Linked DNA regions of Rattus norvegicus: region 1 is linked to region 2. The links are chromatin contacts, called in public Hi-C maps. All regions are on one chromosome and are shown on one strand. The core of a region is the stretch at or near the end of the contact, and the rest is flanking DNA. Distances in the headings are between cores, read along the strand shown. Region 1 holds the start of Snap25 (synaptosome associated protein 25). Region 2 overlaps LOC108350472 (a long non-coding RNA gene).

What was found. A called contact is a pair of places that touch in the nucleus more often than the background predicts.
Region 1: a Hi-C map of frontal cortex shows a contact between it and region 2, with 3 times the contacts expected there. The contact joins the promoter of Snap25 here to the enhancer-like site in region 2. A contact is called at or near these places in 2 of 12 Hi-C or Micro-C datasets (the A7r5 cell line and frontal cortex).

Annotation. Positions count from the first base shown.
Region 1 is chr3:144,493,218-144,495,917 of GRCr8, forward strand. It overlaps Snap25 (synaptosome associated protein 25), which reads left to right and starts at 1,378. Exons shown (of 8, transcript NM_030991.3): 1 at 1,378-1,524. LOC108350472 (a long non-coding RNA gene) reads right to left here. Exons shown (of 3, transcript XR_010064909.1): 1 at 1,796-2,700.
Region 2 is chr3:144,374,555-144,377,254 of GRCr8, forward strand. All of the region lies in intron 2 of LOC108350472 (a long non-coding RNA gene), which reads right to left. Among named protein-coding and RNA genes, the nearest start is that of Ankef1, 75 kb to the left of the region's middle. Within about 2 kb of position 1,342, at least 22 of the 93 cell types and tissues checked have an H3K27ac peak or open chromatin away from gene starts, as enhancers often do.

The sequences.
Region 1 (2,700 bases), core at 128-2,627, 120 kb after region 2:
TTCCATCGCCCAAGAGGCCATCAAGTTTTAAGATTGCAAGGCACGACTTCTAATCGCATCCTCCGCGGAAAAGTACAAACAGTTCCTGAGAAGAGGTCCCCCACCTCCCACGCGCTCCCCAGCTCTCCCTCACTGCCTAGAACCCGGACAACCTCCCCAACACCTGTGAATCATCCAGAGGCTGCACCACCGAGTTATTTGCATATCGCCGCCCGCCCTCCCCAGCTCCTGACCGCTCCTGACGGCTCCTGACGCACGACAAGCGAAGACAGGATTATGTTGTGTGGTTATTACTTCTAATCTTTCATCTGAACCAGCAGAAGTGGACGTTCTTGCTCATTCCAGCCCCCTCCCCCTCCCCCTCCCCCCGAGCTTCAGTGGTTTGGCCACTGCAAGTGCCAGGGGCTTGTGTAATGAGTGAGTGACACTCCAGATTTCTGTCAGGTCCTAGCCACCTTCCCTCCTGATGTCTGGACATGCATGCTTCGTCCTCTGGACATGGTCTAAGAAACCCGAACATCATCCTAGGTCCGGACTGCAAATTCAACCGGATACAGCGTCATCTAGTCATCTATAAGCCCTGAGCAAACAACTCACAACTCAAAGCCCTGAGACCGCAAAGGCAAACTAGCAGGGCTAACTAGCTTCCCTCTCCCTTTTCCCATCTCCAGCGTTATCTTGGCGATAACTGCTCTGACGTACTTTAAAAGAAAAGTGTGAGCCTTTCCCCAACTGGCTATGATTAAATGAGAACACTAAACCCGCAATGCTGCTTTAATACAATAACTACTCATAAAAATAGCAACCTAAGTAACCTGGTCAGGCAAGGAGCTGGTGAGAGCCAAGGGGAATGCCTCTTCAGACAGACCCCCTTCTCTGGAGAAAATAAATCACAACAGAAATCTATCCCAATCCCTCATATCGTTACCCTTCTATTCCTTTACCTTCCTCTCGTGTCTGTGACTCAACCAAAGACAAATCATCAGGGGAACGTTTTACATATAAATATGTATGTATTTACATTATTGTAATTGTATATACATTCCAAACACACCTATATACATACATATATTCACATATGCATGCACACACAAGGAAAGGCATAGGCCATCAGGAAAACAGTCGCAAGAAATGTGTGTTTCCCAAGACAGTGCTAAAATGGAGTCAAAAGAATCGCTCCATTTGGATGTTTATAAAAGATTGAAATAAAAAGGTTTGCTGCAAAGCGCTCGGGGAGCTGAGTCAAGCGCTCCGCACCTCCCGGCTCCTCCCCTACCGCCCCCAGCCACCTTCCTCCCTCCGCCCTCCCCCATCACACTTCCTCCCCGCCCCTCGAGGAGCCGGCTATTAAAAGCTGCTGACGTCAAAGGAACGGCCATCTTTGATGAGGGCAGAGCTCACGTTGCATTGAAGACGAAACCTCGGGGAGGTCTGGAGCTGTCTTTCCTTCCCTCCCTACCCGGCGGCTCCTCCACTCTTGCTACCTGCAGGGATCAGCGGACAGCATCCTCTGAAGAAGACAAGGTAAAGAGCCCCCTCCTCCGATCCTGGCCCTGGCCCTGCATGGCTGCATACACAGAAGGGACTGCAGCTGGCAGCCCAAGTGAGCCTGGGTAAATACAAGTAGTGGTGCACTTAGGGTGCGGTATTCCCTGTGTGCTCGTCTGCCTAGATTCTTGCCTGGGGCCACATAAAAGTATTTTTCAGGTGAGCTGTTGGGAGAAGGAGTGAATGGGGACACTGCAGGTGGAGTGGTGGAAAAAATAGCGAGGATGTGTATAGAATAATAACTTACTCTTTTGAAGCAGCCGTGGGACCCTCTTCCATCTTGCGATGCAGTTTTGAGATATGTTTAGGTTATTAGGCTTGCGGTTTTTTTTCCTGTAGACTAGAATTTAAAAGCAAAACATGATCTTGTCGTTCGTTCCAACCCTATGATTATGACTGTAGTGTTTAGGGCACTGCTACCCAAGGGAGATGAGAAGGCAGGGTGTGGGCGCTGGGGAGGCGAAAGGAGAAGGGGGGTAGTTCCCGCCCTGGGCAAGCTGAGCTGCCGCAACGGTAGCAGCCTCCACGTCCCACAGACTTGATTTATGCCGCCTGCCCCAAGTCAGCTGCAGGCGGGAAGGGGCTGCAGAGTGGCAAAGCTCTAGGGGGTTAGCGCGGTGGGCTAGGCTGTTGGGGTGCGTGGAGGGAGCTCAGCACCCTGGACAGGAGTGCTCGGCGCCCGTGTCGGCGCCCTGACCTTTCAGCACCGCGGACAGCGATCCGGCTGCAGCGCCGCATTACCTGCTGCAGAGCCGCCTGGCTAGGGCTGGAGGCCAAATTTTCTCTCTGAGATCCAGATCTTAGAGAAAGTCTTAATAAAGCTGGCGTGATAGATTAAAAGAAAGGCAGAAGAATAAATCCTGTCATCGGGGATTTATTTACAGACAATTGCCTGCTCTCTTCCTCACCTCCCACGTAGCTTCAAGAAATAACAGACTACTTGTAGAAGCCTTCTGTATTTCTCCCTGTGCCTTGGTTAAGAAAAAAAAAGCAACAAAACAAAACAAACAGAAAAACAGAAAAACAGAAAAAGAAAGCATACTTTTAAAAACGGTCACTTAGCCTCCATTATGACACGAACACTGTAATTTTTTGTTTTTAACACGGGGTAGATATGTTGATATTAGGTGGGCTCAAGTGGGCTTATATGAT
Region 2 (2,700 bases), core at 92-2,591:
CCTGCTGGGCAGTAGTAGACTGTATGTCAGTCCAGAAGGTTCAAACCAATCTAGCTTGAAATACTATGTCTAAGAGTCTGCCTTGCCTGCAACCTGGAGCCTTCCCACTCAAAGTATAATACTGGAATTTGCAGTGTCTGCAATCACCCCCATTTAGCCAGCAACAACTCCAAGAATGAAGCCCACCCCCAGGGCATCTTGAGTACTAAGTTCTTAATGAAAGTTTTCAGCCAAGAGTACTGAGGAGGATGTGGCTTCTTTAGCTAGCTCCCAGGTATTGTCCATGATGTGAGCCACACCCATTTCAAAGTTGCCTGAGCTGTATATATGTCCGTCTGAGACACTAGTGCTCAGCGGTGAGTTTAGGTCTGGTATGCACCAAATACGTTGTGACAAACATTGCCTGGCAGTGACTGAGCCATGTGTTATAGAACTATGATGGAAGACCCTTTGCAGCATGGAGAAAGGTCTGAGTCTACCTGTGGAGGGAAGAGTAAGGAGTCAGCTTAAGGGATGACAGGATGAGAGGGGAAGACAGCATTTCTGTGAAAACTCCCCTAGGCTAACAGGCCACAAGAACCCGCCCCTGCTAGTACCCATAAAGCATGCAGCTGAGAGCTTAGTTCTGGCTACTGATTCAAAGTATCACTTTGCTTAGCTCCTACAGAAAGGTAAGGTTGGCACATTAATTATAGTTGTTTTCTCCTTTATTTTTCTTGTTCCCTTCATTTTGAGGAAAATTGTGGAACACTATGGCACTTAGTTTACATAAATAAGGGTGTCATGTTTTCTCTCATTGATACGGCTTTAAATCAGCAAGCCTGCACTCCAAATCGGTGCCAAATCTCCTGGGAGCACAGACTACAGGCCCCCACTTAACGAAGTTCCCGTTCATGTACAGAGGGCTCGAGTGGGGCTGGCACCGGGCGCATATGTAGCAAGTTCCCAGGGGGATGGTGCTTCAGGAGAATCATTGTTTTGATCTGTAGGGATTTGCTTTAATTAGACCTTACCCTTTTTTTCTTTTTCTTTTCCCTTTTTTTTTTCTTTTTAGAGAGAGAGCTTTTCTTTTTTATAAAGCTTTCTTTAACCCTTGCATCCTTGAATCCTGGTATCTGAGAGTTAAAGGGACAGCAGAAAGGTATGAAAACATAGGCAAACAATCTCTCCCAAGGCCATGTAATCAGCCGAGAAGCAAAGCCACGGCTGAGCATGCTGCCTCACTCTAAGGTCTGTTGTTTACTCTGCATTCTGCTGACTTGAAAGCTCCACATATTCTCTGGCTGAGGCATCTGCAGTATTCTTGGTGAGCCTTCTATCTTAGGCCAGCTTTGCGCTAGAGTCCCTAACAGACACATATGTCACTGGCACAGGCTGTGAGAACGTACAGGCCTCCTACCTAACAGCTCTGAGAAAAGAGGGCTTTGGAAAAAACCAGCAGCTGCGCTGGGCCTGTGGTGGAGAAGCAGCACAGTGGCCAGCCAGCAGCCTAGACAGGTGATTCGGCCCAGAGGCCCTGAACACGGGAATAAACCAAGACACTGCCAAAGCAGGCACTCTGGCTCTCCCGGCACCTCAGAGAAGGTCATTGAACCTTTCTGTGCCTAAAAAGGTTATTATGTTAGGGAAAACAATTATTCACACAGAAGAGAATAAACACGTGAAAGGTGACTTGAGGATGGAGTTTATCACTTTCCTTTGCATGGCAATAACCCAGTCCTTTGGAAGACATTGTCACAAATCTTTGCAGAATGAGAAAAATGTGTGCAAGGTTGCTCCCTAGACCCGAATCTGCTGGGTTGTCATTTTGACCATGTTCTTTAGCCAGTGCAAACCCAAGTCAAGCACACAACTCGGGATTTATGGCCATGTTTGCAGTTTGCCAGAGAACAGTTTACATGGTTCAGGGGACTCTGAGATAAAGGGGTGAAAACGCAGGACTTTGCCTACTTGCTTGAAAAAAAGAAAGAAAGAAAGAAAGAAAGAAAGAAAGAAAGAAAGGAAGAAAGGAAGGAAGAAAGAACCTGTATAGACCACCGCCAGTAAATAGGCAGGGCCCCCAGTTGAGGGATGAGGCTGCCCATCCATCTCAAATTTTTTAACCCAGAAATGTTCCTGTCCAAAAGGATGACAGGGACAAAAAAATGGAACAGAACTGAAGGAAAAGCCATCCAGAGTCCCCCCACCTAGGGATCCATCTGCAGACACCAACCCCACACTATTGCTAAATCCAAGAAGTGCTTGCTGATAGGAGCCTGACACAGCTGTTCGCTGAGAGGTCCTACAAGCACCTGACAAATACAGATGCAGACACTCACAGCCAGCCATCAGACTAAGCCAGGGGACCCCAATGCAAGAGCTAGGGAGGGGAATGACTGAAGGAGCTGAAGGAGATTGCAATCTCAAATGAAGAACGATGTCAACTAACTGGACCACCCAGAGCTCCCAGGGACTAAAGTACCAACCAAAGAGTGTACATGGAGAGAACTATGGCTCCAGATACATATGTAGCAGAGAATGGCTTTATCTGACATCAGTGGGAGGGGAGGCCCTTGGTCCTGTGGAGGCTTGATGCCCCAGCATAAGGGGATGCTAGAAGAGTGAGGCAGGAGTGGGTGAATGGGTGGAGGAGCACCCTCATAGAGGAGGAAGGCGAGCAGGGAATGGGATGGGGGAGTTGTGAAGGGGTAACCAGGAAGG